Linked DNA regions of Macaca mulatta: region 1 is linked to region 2. Evidence: chromatin contacts called from public Hi-C data. All regions are on one chromosome and are shown on one strand. Each heading gives the region's core, a stretch centred on a gene start, on an enhancer-like site or on the middle of the called end of the contact. The rest is flanking DNA. Distances are from core to core; before and after follow the strand shown.

Evidence for each region. A called contact is a pair of places that touch in the nucleus more often than the background predicts.
Region 1: a Hi-C map of blood shows a contact between it and region 2, with 4 times the contacts expected there. The contact joins the promoter of ERRFI1 here to the promoter of SLC45A1 in region 2. A contact is called at or near these places in 5 of 14 Hi-C or Micro-C datasets (blood, fetal cortex germinal zone, fetal cortical plate and 2 more).

Annotation. Positions count from the first base shown.
Region 1 is chr1:232,769,924-232,773,675 of T2T-MMU8v2.0, reverse strand. ERRFI1 (ERBB receptor feedback inhibitor 1) reads right to left here and starts at 1,605. Exons shown (of 4, transcript NM_001261681.1): 1 at 1,530-1,605. All of the region lies in intron 3 of LOC144336610 (a long non-coding RNA gene), which reads left to right.
Region 2 is chr1:232,470,898-232,474,586 of T2T-MMU8v2.0, reverse strand. It overlaps SLC45A1 (solute carrier family 45 member 1), which reads left to right and starts at 2,091. Exons shown (of 7, transcript XM_077975691.1): 1 at 2,091-2,163. It overlaps LOC144336616 (a long non-coding RNA gene), which reads right to left. Exons shown (of 2, transcript XR_013408585.1): 2 at 2,091-3,221.

The DNA.
Region 1 (3,752 bases), core at 356-2,855, 300 kb before region 2:
CACACAGGTGAAAAAAAACCTCTGCTTGAAGTGAAGGGAATGACAAATAGTTTCTGAAGTCCATGCTAAATCCTCTGTTATTTTTCTTCAAACTTGCTAATATCTGGAAAAGAGCTTGCTTGATAACATATTGGTAACCAATTACAGCCAGCATGTTAGCAAGAAACCAGCTTCTTTTATTTTGGTCTTTGCAAAATTTGGTCATTTGCGGAGACCTAGCCTGTCTTTGGTTTCTGTTCAAATAAAATTTCACTTAAAACTGTATATTGTAATTACAGAAACGTAAGAAAAGAAATGCAGTTAAAAAAATAGGTACAGTGAACTTGGGTGTTCAGTCTCAACAAATGCGTACCCATTGCATTCTTACACATTTATAAAAGGTTGAACATTTGTTCTGGACGGGAAAAAAACGGCATTTTAACCTCACCTCTCTTCACCCCTGACAGTTGCCTAGAAACCAGTCTTGCCCTACCTGTGTTGCAGGTGTACCTCAAGTCACCAACACATCTCTTTTAAAGCTACAGCCTCCATTCTGACTTAAGTTTATGACTAACAATCTATTCATATTTTTATCAGGTAAGAGACTGGTTTCTTTCAAGCAATGATGAAATCCTAATAAAGACGTAGCAAGCACCAATACAGCACCATTCACGGTTAAGGAGTCATCTAATTTGTACAGGGCTATGATGTACATATAAATACACAAATTCCCAATAAGCATTCGCATCTTGAACACATTAATTCTGCAGTCCCATTCCATTCAAAGCGGTACTTAAGACATTCAGAGCAAAGAATCACGTTTCTAGGAGAGAAGGAAGAGTTCAGAACAGCTTAGACGAATTTTTAAATACTGATTTCGGCATTACCATCGTCGCTGGGAGACGAGGCAGAGGGACCGGGGCTGACCGCCAAAGAGAACCGGTACCAACCACCGCAAGCAATCACCGAGCCTCCCACCCCAGCTTTCAAGACAGGATTTACGGGCACACGGTGTCAACAAGACAACGCAACCCCGATTTTTACAACGAAAAAAAAAAAAAAAAATCAAACAAGCCCCTAGCGCCGAAGACGCTCATCCCCGCCGGGCCACCCCGCAAGCGCAGGCGGCGGGACTAGGACTCTCAAGCTCGCCGCTCCCGAAGCCCCGTCCGCTCCAGCGGTCCCGGCGTGCGGGGACGTGTCCCGGGCGCTCGGGTGCATGGCCCCGGCCAACCGAGGGGCCGCGCGGCGACCACGGCCGGCGTGGAGAAGAAGGCGGGCGCCGGCACCTCGCGGCGTCCCCAGGCCCGGGCTGCGCCGCCGGGGAGGGTCCCGCCCTCCACACCTCAATGAGGAGAAGCCCGCGAGCGACCGGCCGGCCCCTCCCTCCGTCCCAGAGACTCCGCGTCGCGGCGACCCTCCCCGCGCCCTCCACGCCCCCGCCCTCGCGTCGGGGAGCCGCCTGGATCCCAGCACCCGGCGCTGGGGCCCCTGAGGGAACCGAGCGCTGCGTGGCCCTCCCCACCCCCTCAGTGCGCCAGGCCCCTTACCCCGGAGGAGCGGCGGCTGCCCCGCGGCGCCCTCCCGCGCATGTCCGTCCCGGCTGGCTCAGCGCCGCGGGCTCAGGGGCCCGGACATCGCGCAGGCGCCTCTCAGTTGCTCGCGCTCCCGCTAGCGAACTGCCTCGCAATGGGCCGCCGTCGCCGCGGCTGCCGCCGCCGCCTCTATATATAGCATAGGCCCCTGGCCGTGAGGTCGCCGCGGCCAACCCCGCCTCCTCCCGCAGCCAATCAGGGCGCGCGCCGCTTAAAGGGGCGATGCCGCGGCCGAGGCGTTTGCGCGGGGCCCACCGTGGCGTAGCGCGGCGCTGCCGGGAGGCGGCTTTGTGTCCGGGGCGGCGTCTCCGGGTTGACCGCGGCCGCAGCTCCGCTCCTCTGCCCGAGCCGTGCGGCACTCCCGGGAACCTCTCAACGCCGAGCTTTCCTCAGAAGCCCGCGGCCACCTGGGCCTCGGACGCCGTTCCTGCCCGAAGTGAGGGCACATCGAGCCTCGCGCGGGATTTCCTATACATTCAGGGTCCGGGCAAGATTGTGCGTTTTTCCCTCTCCGCGGGCCGCCGCTGGCCGTGTGGGCCGAGGAAGCCCTGGAGGGGGAGAAGGGAGCCTCTCTCGACTGGGCCTGCGGCGTGGGAGGGACAGTGAGGGACGCTTAGGAACTGTGTGGGGCAGTGAAGGACAGCGTGGGATGATGAGGGACGGTGTGGGCCGTGAGGGACAGTGCGGGGCTGTGGGACAGTGAGGGACAGTGTAGGACAGTGAGGGACAGTGTGGGACAGTGAGGGACAGTGTGGGACAGTGCGGGACAGCAGGACGGTGAGGGACAGTGTAGGACAGTGAGGGACAGTGTGGGACAGTGAGGGACAGTGTGGGACAGTGAGGGACAGCAGGATGGTGAGGGACAGTGTAGGACGGTGAGGGACAGTGAGGGACAGTGTGGGACAGTGTGGGACAGTGAGGGACAGTGTGGGAGAGCAGGACGGTGAGGGACAGTGTAGGACAGTGAGGGACAGTGTGGGACAGTGTGGGACAGTGAGGGACAGTGTAGGACAGTGTAGGACAGTGAGGGACAGTGTGGGACAGTGCGGGGCTGTGGGACAGTGAGGGACAGTGTGGGACAGTGAGGGACAGTGTGGGACAGTGCGGGAGAGCAGGACGGTGAGGGACAGTGTAGGACAGTGAGGGACAGTGTGGGACAGTGTGGGACAGTGAGGGACAGTGTAGGACAGTGTGGGACAGTGCGGGAGAGCAGGACGGTGAGGGACAGTGTAGGACAGTGAAGGACAGTGTGGGACAGTGTGGGACAGTGAGGGACAGTGTAGGACAGTGTGGGACAGTGCGGGACAGCAGGACGGTGAGGGACAGTGTAGGACAGTGAGGGACAGTGTGGGACAGTGCGGGACAGCAGGACGATGAGGGACAGTGTAGGACAGTGAGGGACAGTGCGGGGCTGTGGGACAGTGAGGGACAGTGTGGGACAGTGAGGGACAGTGTAGGACACTGCGGGAGAGCAGGACGGTGAGGGACAGTGTAGGACAGTGAGGGACAGTGTGGGACAGTGCGGGACAGCAGGACGGTGAGGGACAGTGTAGGACAGTGAGGGACAGTGTGGGACAGTGCGGGACAGCAGGACGATGAGGGACAGTGTAGGACAGTGAGGGACAGTGCGGGGCTGTGGGACAGTGAGGGACAGTGTGGGACAGTGAGGGACAGTGTGGGACAGTGCGGGAGAGCAGGACGGTGAGGGACAGTGTAGGACAGGGACAGCAGGACGGCGAGGGACAGTGCGGGACTGTGGGACCGTGTGGGACAGTGAGGGACAGTGTGGGACAGTGTGGGATGATGAGGGACGGTGTGGGCCGGTGAAGGACAGTGTAGGATGGTGAGGGACAGTGTGGGACAGTGAGGGACAGTGCGGGGCCATGGGACAGTGTGGGTCAGTGAGGGACAGTGTGGGTAGTGAGGGACAGTGTAGGACAGTGAGGGACAGTGCAGGGCCGTGGGACAGTGTGGGTCAGTGAGGGACAGTGTGGGTCAGTGAGGGACAGTGCGGGACAGCAGGAAGGTGAGGGACAGTGTAGGACAGTGAGGGACAGTGAGGGACAGTGTGGGACAGTGAGGGACAGTGTGGGACAGTGAAGGACAGTGCGGGACAGCAGGAAGGTGAGGGACAGTGTAGGACAGTGAGGGACAGTGAGGGACAGTGTGGGACAGTGT
Region 2 (3,689 bases), core at 842-3,341:
TCAGCGTGTCCCAAAGCAAACCTATGGCACTCACTCCAGCACACACCTGCTTTGGCCTCCATGAAGCCACCTCTTCCCTCACCTCTCAAGCTAGAAACTTCTTGGCACCACCCTCCCCGTTCCTATACCTCCCCCCACTTTCAATCAATCACGGAGTCCTAAGTGCCTGGCCAATTCATCACCTCTGTCCCTCCACCAATACCCCTGACTCTCCCACCTGGGCCACCTGGTGAGCCCATCTGGTCCCCTGGTTCCCTCCAATCCATTTTCACTCTGAGATTTATGATCTTTGCTAACTATGAATAGGATTCATGTCATCCGCTCCCCTACACAAAACCTTTCTAGGCTTCTCTTTGCTCTTAGAAAATGGCAACTGCCTAAGAGGCCACACCTGGGCCTGTCCCACCTCCCCAGCCCTCACCTCCTTCCCAGGGCTCTGCATCCCTGCCCCCCATCCACCTCCTTCGCTGTGTGCCTCCAGGCCCTCTGCCCTCCCGGATCCCTGCCAGTGCTGAGCCCTCTGAGCCCTCTGTGTGGGACAGGCTGTTCTCTCCACTTGGCCTGGTAGGGCTCCTTGAGGAGCGCTCAACCCTCCCAACGGGGTGGAATCTGCCGCTGTAAACTTCTACAGGGCCCTGTGCCTCCCCTCCGCAGCACTTCCCTGCACCTCTCCCTGGCAGTGCGAGCTCCACGGTTCACCCGCATAGCTCCCATGTGCAGGGGACTTGCAAAGGAGCGTCTCTGAGCTCCAAACCCAAGTCTCTAGTGGTCTAGAGGCTGCAAAGGCCCTCAAGCTCAGCGTGTCCTGGGCTTATCATTCCTGGGGGTATAACCTGGGGTTATAATTCCACTACCGGCTGCATAATTATTCGATCCATGATGATTGGACTCAGCCCAGCTCACTTCTGCCCCGGCCTTTGTACTTGCTCTTCCCAGTGCCTGGCGTGACTCCCCACACGTCAGCCTGGCTGGCCTCCTCAGCTCCTCGGGTCCTTCTTTTCTTTTTGAGATGGAGTCTCACTCTGTGACCCAGGCTGGAGTGCAGTGGCACGATCTCAGCTCACTGCAACCCCTGCCTCCCAGGTTCAAGTGATTCTCCTGCCTCAGCTGAGCAGTTGAGATTACAGGCACTTGGCACCACTTCTGGCTAATTTTTGTATTTTTAGTAGAGATGGGGTTTTGCCATGTTGGCCAGGCTGGTCTCGAACTCCTGACCTCAGATGATCTGCCCGTCTCGGCCTCCCAGAGCACAGGGATTACAGGTGTGAGCCACCGTGCCTGGCCTGCTCCTCAAGTCCTTCTTCTAGTGTCACCTTCGAGGTGAGGACTCGCCAACAACCCGATGGAAACCTGCAAGGCTGGCACCTCCCCAGCCCCACACTCCCTAACCCCTTCTCTAGGGCGTTGCCATCTTCTGACATACCATTTCTTTTATGTCTTGTTTAATGTGGGTGCATCTGTCTCTCAAATGTCCTGCAGCTGGGTGCGGTGGCTCACACCTGGTCTTTGGGAGGCCGAGGCAGAAGGATCACTTGAGCCCAGGAGTGGAGACCAACCTGGGCCACATAGCAAGACCCTGTCTCTCCGTATTTTAAAAAAGGAAATAAATAATAAATGCATCAAATGTCACTCCCGGGGGGCGGGAACTCTGCCTTGTTTCCCGCGGCATCCCCAGGACTTGGACAGCTGCGGGCCCAGAGCCGCGACGCCTGCAGCAGGCCCGGCTCCCCGACTGAGCACATGGGCACAGGCTTGGCACACGCACTGCGGCATTCACGTATCAGCGAACACATGGGCATCTATTTATACATGAAGACACGAAAATGTATTCATTTCTTTTAAAATCAGAAGCAAACGGTGAGAACTGTGAGGCCGAGGGGAAGTTTTCCTCTGGGATCCTGGCAGACCCTGGAGACCGCGCCGTCGTGCGCGAAACACCGGGACGGGCCTCCCGCGCGAAGGACCCAGGAGGACGCCGGGCTCCCCTCCCGTCCGCGGGGCCCCGGGCGCGGCGCCGCTTTAAGGCTCCGAACCCCGCGCGGATGCAGAGGCTGCGGCCATGACGTCAGCGCCCCGCCCCGGGTGATGCTGCAGCAGCCGGGACCGCGGCCGGGCAGGCAGCAGCCCAGCGGGGACAGGGATGCCTGCCGTCTCCACCCACAGGTACCACCGTCTCCTCCGCGCCCTCCGCCCGCTCCCTGGCTCGGTGCCTGCCGGAGCGCCGCGCCCTGGGCCCCGGGGTAGTCAGGGCGCCGAGATCGGGACCCGAGGCCGGCACGGAGACCTTTGTTCCTCGTGGAAGTCTCATGAATTGCAGAGTCCACGGAGCTCCTCCGTCTCGCCCCTCCGAGGGCAGGAGCCTCGGGTCCAGGGGAAGGTGCCGGCCAGATGGCAGGTGCTCTCATCCTTGCTGGCAAGGGGAAGAAACCCCGGCCTTGGCCCCAGCTCCTGATGCGCTCCTTGAGCCGGAGGCCTGGTCCCTGGTCACCTGGGCAGGTGTCATCCGCTCCCAGCTCACGTCTTGCCTGGGGCTGAGCCCTCTTGTTGACCAGGGGCCTGGCAACGCCCCTCAGCATCCCAGGGTTACTTAGCGAGGGCACCGAGGACTCCCCTTTCCCTAGCGAGTCAGCACCGAGGGGAACGCTCTGAGATGGAAGCCGTTCAGCTCCTTCTGCCCTCGACAATAAGCAACTTCTCCAATTATTTCTAGAGTGACAGCCTTGCATGTTTTTCAGCTCTTACAGGGAAGCAGAGTCAGGTGCGGAGAAAGCCACGTTCAGGCTGCACCTGGCCTGGGCTTTTGGGAAAAGTTGGCCCTGGAGTAGGGGTCAAGCTGCCGGAGATGCAAAGTGGGAAACGGCCGCGATTCAGTAACTAGCCTATTAAGTGCACCCTCCCAAGTCCGCAGAGCCCCTTCCTGGTCCGGGAGGACCTCACTGAAGAATTTTGAGAATGGGTAGAAAGAAGCGTGAGGGGCTGGGCTCGGCGGCTCATGCCTGTAATCCCAGCACTTTGGAAGGCCGAGGCGGGTGGATCACCTGAGGTCAGGAGTTCTAGACCAGCCTGGCCAACATGCGGAAACCCCATCTCTACTGAAAAAACAAAATTAGCCGGGCGTGGTGGAGCATGCCTGTAATCCCAGCTACTTGGGAGGTTGAGGCAGGAGAATTGCTTGAACCTGGGAGGCGGAGTTTGCAGTGAGCCCATATTGCACCACTGCTCTGTAGCCTGGGTGATAGAGTGAGACTTGTACCAAATAAATAAATAAGTAAATAAGCCTGAGGAAGGGAAGTGGCCCAAGGCAACCCTGTGGCGGGAACCCATTTTCATAAAGAGAAGAAAGAAATGAGGAAATGGTTTTGGCTCGTAGTAGGATCGTTGCAAGCATTCAAACTACATGGACACTGATTACTTTTATTATTCATTTGCCGCTTAAACTTCCCACAACACAGTTGGAGGGATCTGTTACTTTAAACATCCCCTGTACTCCGGAAGCATAGTGGGCCCCTGTATAACCTTTGGGGGGTCCAGGGAGATGAGTGCATTTCCTTTTGACCGAGTAAATGGTCATATGGTGCAGTAAAGATGGTCTGGCGAATGTTTGCATTTGTGTATTAAAATCAGATTTTATGATCTTAATTTCCACTTTCACCCATTTTTATGGAAACATTAAAAAATGATTTTTTTTT